Regions from separate parts of the Macaca mulatta genome. Here region 2 is linked to region 1. Evidence: chromatin contacts called from public Hi-C data. All regions are on one chromosome and are shown on one strand. Each heading gives the region's core, a stretch centred on a gene start, on an enhancer-like site or on the middle of the called end of the contact. The rest is flanking DNA. Distances are from core to core; before and after follow the strand shown. Region 1 holds the start of RBMS2 (RNA binding motif single stranded interacting protein 2). Region 2 holds the start of BAZ2A (bromodomain adjacent to zinc finger domain 2A).

The links. Hi-C and Micro-C count contacts between places; a contact is called where the count stands out from the background.
Region 2: a contact with region 1 is called in a Hi-C map of fetal cortex germinal zone, with 3 times the contacts expected there. The contact joins the promoter of BAZ2A here to the promoter of RBMS2 in region 1. A contact is called at or near these places in 5 of 14 Hi-C or Micro-C datasets (CD4 T cells, cortical neurons, fetal cortex germinal zone and 2 more).

Annotation. Positions count from the first base shown.
Region 1 is chr11:63,694,423-63,698,250 of T2T-MMU8v2.0, reverse strand. It overlaps RBMS2 (RNA binding motif single stranded interacting protein 2), which reads right to left and starts at 2,185. Exons shown (of 13, transcript NM_001266389.2): 1 at 2,086-2,185. The coding sequence starts at 2,151. It overlaps LOC144332934 (a long non-coding RNA gene), which reads left to right and starts at 1,728. Exons shown (of 4, transcript XR_013401163.1): 1 at 1,728-1,914; 2 at 2,743-2,862.
Region 2 is chr11:63,814,419-63,818,246 of T2T-MMU8v2.0, reverse strand. It overlaps BAZ2A (bromodomain adjacent to zinc finger domain 2A), which reads left to right and starts at 2,132. Exons shown (of 30, transcript XM_077954574.1): 1 at 2,132-2,324. It overlaps ATP5F1B (ATP synthase F1 subunit beta), which reads left to right. Exons shown (of 10, transcript NM_001195494.1): 10 at 85-333. The coding sequence ends at 185.

The DNA of each region.
Region 1 (3,828 bases), core at 936-3,435:
CCAAACCCACAACTATACCTCTTGTCCCTTATACTATCCTAGATTTAGAAGCTAGTTAAATTTTTCCTATACTCCAAGGTGGGAGAGGGAGTAGAGAACGAAAAGAGATTTTTAGATAGCTTCAAATACATGAAAACTCTAATAGGGAAGCAATTCATTTTGGGAATTCATTTTATTTTAATGAGTTCTGGGTAACCTGAGAGACTAGGAGGGAAAAAAATCAGGAAAGAAATTTTCACATGGTACTCTACAAGGTTTGAAAAGAATAAAGACACATGAAATATTTCCCTTTCAAATATATATGTATAATATATAATGTATTATCTATACATACATTTGATAAAGGGATGTCAGCATATGTACATATAAACATACATTGATAACCAACAAATACGTATAAACTCATATTTCATTTCTTTTTGAGATGGAGTCTTGCTCTGTCACCCAGGCTGGAGTGCAGTGGCACAATCCTGGCTCACTGCAACCTCCGTCCCCCAAGTTCAAGTGATTCTCCTGCTTCAGCCTCCTGAGTAGCTGGGATTACAGGCGCGTGCCACCAAGCCCAGCAAATTCACCATGTTGACCAGACTAGTCTTGAACTCCTGACCTCAAGTGATCCACCCGCCTTGGCCTCCCAAGTGCTGGGATTACAGGCATAAGCCACTGTGCCCAGCCTCATTTCTTTTTTAAAGTAAATTTCATTGTGTATATTTAAGGTATATAACATGTTATGGGATACATATAGATAGTAGAAAGGTTACTGTAATAAAGTAAATTAATCATCCCACATAGTTACCCCTTTTGTTTCTCTTTGTGGCAAGAGGAGCTAAAGACTGCTTATTTAGCATGAATCCCATATACATACAATTTTATTAACTATGGTCCTCATGTTGTACATTGGATCTCAGGATTTGTTCATCCTACATATCTACTACTTTGTATCCTCCGACCTATAGCTCCCCATTTCCTCTCCCCTCTACCCATATTTCTTTAGGATATAAACAGAATGAGTACCACATAGACTAAGCCCATAAATCAACACTAAGTGTTTTGGGTCTAAACATTTACCCACTGCATTGATCAGACACTTTTGTTTAAATCTACCTGTAATGGTCTCATTGGTACATGAGAAAGCAGCAGGAATTGTTCCTCACCCTCCAACATTCCATTAGATGAGCAAAAGATTCCCTCAATGTCCATGTCACATTTTTTTCTTAAAAGAACAGCTATAACACGAAGAGAGGGTAAAGCGTCTTCTTCCTGCTACAGCATGAAATTCCTCCTAATCAGTATGCTGTGTGCCCTGAAATGCCAGAAACTGCCAAATATATTCCTTGTCAAATATGGACAAGATTGTCCATCTCTCCCCAGATTGCCGAAAGACAGCACAACTCTCAGGCAGCCATGGGTTAATCATAAAGACTCCTAGGGTCACTGCAAAGTCTGGCTATCTGCAGAGCTCCAAGTATCAGCTCAAATGCAAGATCCAAAGTATCACAGCGCTCTGTGCCTTAATCCCAAGGTGCGACGTCTCTCAAGACTCCTTCTCTATAGGCTGGGTGGGGTAGGATCTGTAGTCTAGAAGAATATACGCAGCTCTTGATAAACTGTTGTGGCTTCACTGACTATCTATGATTTCAGCTATCTAATACTACTGCTGGTATGGGTAGGAGGGAAGGTTGGGGAGAGAATGGAAACAGTTAATCAACAAATAAAATAATCTTGTAGGGGGTGGGGTGGACTGGGGGACAGGGTCTGAGATGACATATTATCCTTGTGGAGACTGATACATCAGCAGGAAGTCAAACTAACTTCATTTCATAAGGATACAAACTTGCAAGCTTGATTTGTTTTTAATTCCCCTGTCTTTTCAGGCCTCACAAAGACTGTAAGTTCCTTGAACTCCAGAACCAGGTGAGAAAAGATGCCGAAAGAAGTAGTGGAAAAGGGAGAAGCACGGTGAGGAATTAGGAATCTTGAGAGAGAAATCCCCTTCCCCTCTTTAAAAAGAATGTAAAAACCAAGGGCATTGCCAGATCCCCAGAAAAAGAAGTAGCTAGACACCAAAAAAGCGCTTATCCCTACCTTCTTGTTGTTTCTATTGTAGCCAAAAGTCGAAATCCCAGGCCTGGAAGTCACCGATAGCAGCATTTTCTCTTTAATGTTAGGGAACGAGTGAGAGAGAGCGAGAGAAAGGGAGGGGGTAAGAAAGACGGGGAGGGAGGGAGGAGGGGAGCGAGGGAAAGGGGGAGAGGGAGGGAGGAAAAAAGGGAGGGGGAGGAGAAAGGAGGAGAAAAGGAGCAGGAGGGGAGAGATGAAGGGGGGCTGCGGGCAGAGAATGAGCTCGGGCTGCTCCTTTACGTCACTGAGAGAAGTTAACAGAGTCTGAATGAGGCAGAGGCACTTCGACTGGGTCCTAATGCCCAAGATGTTATTTTTGTTTGTTTTTCACAGTCTCAGGAGTTAAAGCTAGAAAGCAGAGTTCTTAGGTCTAACCCCTTTCAAATTTATCCCCTTTCCTCTATGAACAAGTTCTGATTCTCATATAAAGACAACAAGGGCTTTATTTCCACCCTTAGATCTCAGCTATAAGATTTCAAGCTTGATTTTAAAGGGGCTCCTGAGACATTGCCTTGGAGAACACGTTAAGAAAAAAACCAGAGTTAGAGACAGAGTGTTTGAGATAAGCTCAGGGCTTCCCCTACTTTACATTTACAGTGATTTTTTTTTTTTTTTTTTTAGACAAAGTTTTACTCTGTCACCCAGGCTGGAGTGCAGCGGTGCAATCCTGGATCTGGCTCACTGCAACCTCCACCTTCCGCAATTCTCCTGCCTCAGCTTCTCGAGTAGCTGGGATTACAGGTACCCACCACCACATCCAGCTGATTTTTGTATTGTTTAGTAGGGATGGGGTTTCGCTATGTTGGACAGGCTGGTCTCGAACTCCTGACCTCAAGTGATCTGCCCACTCAACCTCCCAAAGTGCTGGGATTACATGCGTGAGCCACCACACCTAGCCCATTTGCAGTGATCTTAATATACAAAGGAACAAACAGAGGAACACACCAAAGAGCAGAGCTAAGCAAAACAGAGTATGGGGTATAACTAGTTTCAGATTCTTAGATCTGTTTCTCTTGGCTCATACCAATGGGCTGATGCCCCTCACCCCTATTTCAGATTCTCCAAGGAATGATCAAACTGGACTATATCATGAAACTTGGGGCCTAGGCATTTCTTTAACAATTGCAGGCTATCTTATTTAACACTTTACCCTACTATTTCCTCCTCTTTAAGATCCATGAAACTGAAACAATTATAGTAACTCACCAAACCTGGAATTTATGTCTAAATTGATGTCCACAGTTGGGATATCTGCTTCGAGTTGTCTTTGAGCTGTCAAAAAAACCCCAAAAAAACAAAAAAAAAACCTACTTAAAAAGCATATGCTTCAAACAGAATAAAAACACAAAATTCTTAGGAAGGGATATAAATTTCAGAGTCAAGAACCTAATAGAGTTGCAACACTTACCTCTATTAGTTTCCAAAGAATGTCTTTGTAGGAGTAACCTTAACAAGAAAGGAAACCAAAAACTTCAGAATGATATCCAGTAACCCCTACCAATCCAAGTGGAATAGAGATATAAAATGAAAGCCTTCAAATCCATTCATAAGGCCACCTTGCTGCCATCCTAAGTATTCTCTTGAGATATAAATTAACCCTGTCTGTTTTATGACAACAAATATTAAGCCCAAACCCTCCCTCAAATGAAGTTCTGGTCTCTATTCTAGTTTCCCTGTCACTTTTTTGCTATGATAGTGGAACAGACA
Region 2 (3,828 bases), core at 883-3,382, 120 kb before region 1:
GGCCTCAAGTGGTAAGGAATGTTACACGATGCAGAAAATTGATATCCCTCCACTTCTTACTTTTTTTTTTTCCCCGTCATACAGGTGAATATGACCATCTCCCAGAACAGGCCTTCTATATGGTGGGACCCATTGAAGAAGCTGTGGCAAAAGCTGATAAGCTGGCTGAAGAGCATGCGTCGTGAGGGGTCCTTGTCCTCTGTACTGTCCCTCTCCTTGCCCCTAACCCAAAAAGCTTCATTTATCTGTGTTGGCTGCACAAGAGCCTTGATTGAAGATATATTCTGTCTGAACGGTATTTAAGGTTTCCAATAAAATGTACACCCCTCAGAATTTGTCTGATTCTCTTGGTTCTGACAACATAGTCAACACTCAAGGGTTATGTATTTAGTTTTAGTTTTAGAGACACGGTGTCTGGCTGTGTTGCCAAGACTGGTCTCCGACTCCTGGGCTCCAGATCTCCCACCTCAGTCTCCTGAGTAGCTGGGGCTACAGGTGTATGCAGTCTCACATCACCAGCACTATTTTCAACAATTAGATTTTTAGAGTGGCTATAAGAAGCAGGTTCAGCTTGAAGTGGGCCATGTATGTTTGAAATCGGTGCTTAAAACTAGCCATTCTCTTTTGTTGATGGGCAATCGTACCTCTCATGCGGGGTTTCCTTTGGGTAGTGTGATCTTAGTAGGGCCTCAGTTTGGGGCCTTTAGTTCAATACAAATTGATGGGTTTTTTTTTGGTTTTTTTTTTTTTTTTTGGGCCTCTATTTCATGTGGCACATCCCTACTTCTTGGTTAAAAATAGGTCTTTTTTGAAGGGCATATTGGGAAAAACTCGTTTTAGAAGTAACCGATTTCCAGGGGTTAATCTGAGTTTAATGAATTTTCAAGAAATAGTGATGAATACTGATCTTTGTTAAAATTGAATCAAAATGGTTCTCTACATCTTGGTTAGGCCTTCATGTCTTCAGAAAGCGTACTGAAATACTTCCTGACATTTTGGGCAAGTCTAAATAAAAGTTGCTTGTGATTGCTTGCGGCTATGCAGAGGCATATGAGGCCTAGTTCACCCTCTGTGAAGATCCCTTATGAAAGTCCAGAAAAGAGAATCTCAAGGGAATAGCAATTTTCAGGGTTGCTGGCTTGGGCTTCTAAACTAATGAAGTTAGGTTATTTTCCTTTCATTTTAGCCTACTGAAAGGTGCAGGGGTAGAAGGTGTATTTCACCATTTCAATTTAAAAGAAGCTTGCAAGGTCGGATTGGGTTCCCCTTGTGTTCTTTTCCGGGACCAGACTCATCCTACTGCCCTCTCGCGGTAGCACTGGAGACTCTGCAATAACTCTGATCCCATTTTCAAATCCACGAAGGCCATTTGCTGGGATGTGGCTCTCAGTTAAGGACTGTTTACAGACCAGCTGGGGCTTTTGTCCTGGGGAGGAGCCTGCATCTATAAGCTCCACCCGCTGAGGCCATCAAGTTAGGTAGAAGCTGGGCGGGGACAAGCTGAGCTCCCAATTCAGAGGCCCCTGGGGGCTGAAGGTTGGGGAGGGCTTTTTGGCGCGGCGCCAGGGGTGGAGTAGGGGCCTCTAAGCTTCCTTCCATCTGCCTATGACGTCCTTGGCAGCAGCCTCTCCCGCAGTCTCTACTGTGTCATGATCTGGACAGAAGGTGGAGCCCCTGAGCTGCTTGTGCTGGTAGTTTGCTCCCAGAAAAGCTTGGATTTGGGGAAATGCTGAGTTATGGGGGTGGGGACACTTCCTCTAGGTCCTGACTCTGGAGTGGGTAAGAAGCTGGTAGAAAAAGCCCTAGCGTACAGGTCAGCCCTTTCTGCTTTGTTTTCTCACGTCACCCGATACAGACCTGGGAACTGAAATCCTAAAGGTCTTTTGCATCCCTCCACCCCTTCCCCCCAACACGTTCACGTCCTTCAGCGTTTATCGAGAACCTTCTCCCTCTCAGTAGCTGCAACTATTTATTTCCTTCCCCCTTTGCCCGCCTCTTCTACCACGCCACTGGAGTGTCAACACAGCTCTAACCTTCCTCCATATTTCTCCTGGTCTGCCCTGTCCTCGCCTCCTCCCTCTCTCCACCCAGAGAAGGCCCCGCCCTTCCCTCCTCCCTCCCCACCCAGTCTGTCACACAGGGACATCACCCTACAGCAGTTCAGGCTGTGTGGTTCGCAGGAAGCATACACTGGCTTTTTGATTGTTGCTAGTTCCCAGCTCACAGTTTGGAAGGATCCAACACCAGCCTTCACGTGAAGTGGGGGCCCAAGGACAGTGAGGAGCTGGGTGGTCCCAACCTCGAGCCCTGCCAGCCTGACATGGGTGAGTATGGGGACCAGCCCCGGGGAAGGCCTGAGGGATGCCTACTCCCTCCCTGGCTGACTCAGCAGGGGTGGGGCCTAACCTTTGCTCATTTGGGGGGTGAAGGAGAGGAAACAGGACTCTGGGGGACGGGGGGGAAGGGCTCAGCTGGCGAGGCTGCCGACCACGGGATCCTGAGTATGGGCAAGCCCCAGCTCTAAGTAAGAGCCCCAGACGCACCTTAGGCCAGGGCTTTCCCAACCCCCTCCCCGCCGCCCCGTGGAGGATTGCCCCTGCTCCTCGCCATTTAAGCTGTTGAGATTCAAGGAAATTTTGACAGTACTCACTGCTAGCCCCCATAAAAGTAAAGCCCGCTTTTGGCAGTGCTGGAAGGTCTTGAAAGTACCTCCCCTCCCTCTCATTTTTCTAAGGCCTTTTAAGTCTGCCTTCTCTCCTCCCCCACCTTGACCCACCTTCAGGTGGGGGCTGCACTGAGCAGCTGCTTCCTGTTGCCCCAGGGACTGAAGCAAGGTTGGTGGTGGTTGGGGGAAAACTGAACCAAAGTCGATTCTCGCGGTCCCACATCAGCCTCACTAGGGCTGCTATTGATGGCCCCCACACTACAGTTACTGAGGGCACTGAGTGGGAGGAAGGATTGAGGTTGAGAGGATAGGAGGTTTTTGCCCTCGTAGCTTCCTGATTCCAAATGCCCCACAGCTGTAGGGATGGGGCCCTGAGGAGCTGAAACACGGGGAACCTGTTCACCTAGTAGGGCGCTGCGCGTGACCCCCAGCAGGTTCGGCCTTGAGTTCCCTCTCCTGCATCCCTAGGGGCCTCCTAGGAGCCCATGTAGCTCTCGCTGCCTTCCCCGGCCACCTTTGTGAGGCGGTCTTTGCTGGTGCCCTGGCAGCGCGGGCAGAGCTTTCCCGAGTCCTTCCTTTCGGACCTACCACCATCCCCCACTTCACCGCAGAAGTTTGTCTCTTTCTGGGATCTGTTCTCTTCCTCCCATCTGGGATCCTTCCTGGTTCTGGCCCCTAGGAGACGCCACCCGCTTCCCTCTCCCCCAGTGGATCCTTCGCGACTGCTCTCCTGAGCGGTTGTCCTCACCTCGGTAGCTCCTGCCCCTTTAAGCACCACCTCCTCCCCTCCGCCGCCGCCGGCCCAGGGCTGGGGGAGGAGGCGCCGCCGCCGCCCGGCTCGGCCACCTGCGCCGCTGCCGCCGCCGCCGCCCGCGGCCCGGCCCTGCTCCAGGTGAGGCCCGGCACCCACCTCCAGCTCCGGAGTCCCCTGGCGGGCCGTTCCTGCGGTATCCTGCCCCGGGATCCCTGCTGCCCCGGGATTCGGGATCTGACTCTCCCCCTCAGGGAGCTGCCCTTCCTCTCTGCCCTGAACTATCTACTCGCCCATTTTTCCCCTATCCTTTGCGACCGGAATCCGGAGGCTTCTCACGCCTCTCCGCCATCCTCTCTCGAGTACCCTTCCTATTCTGGGCCCAGGATCTCCCCCTCCCCCGCGCCTTCCT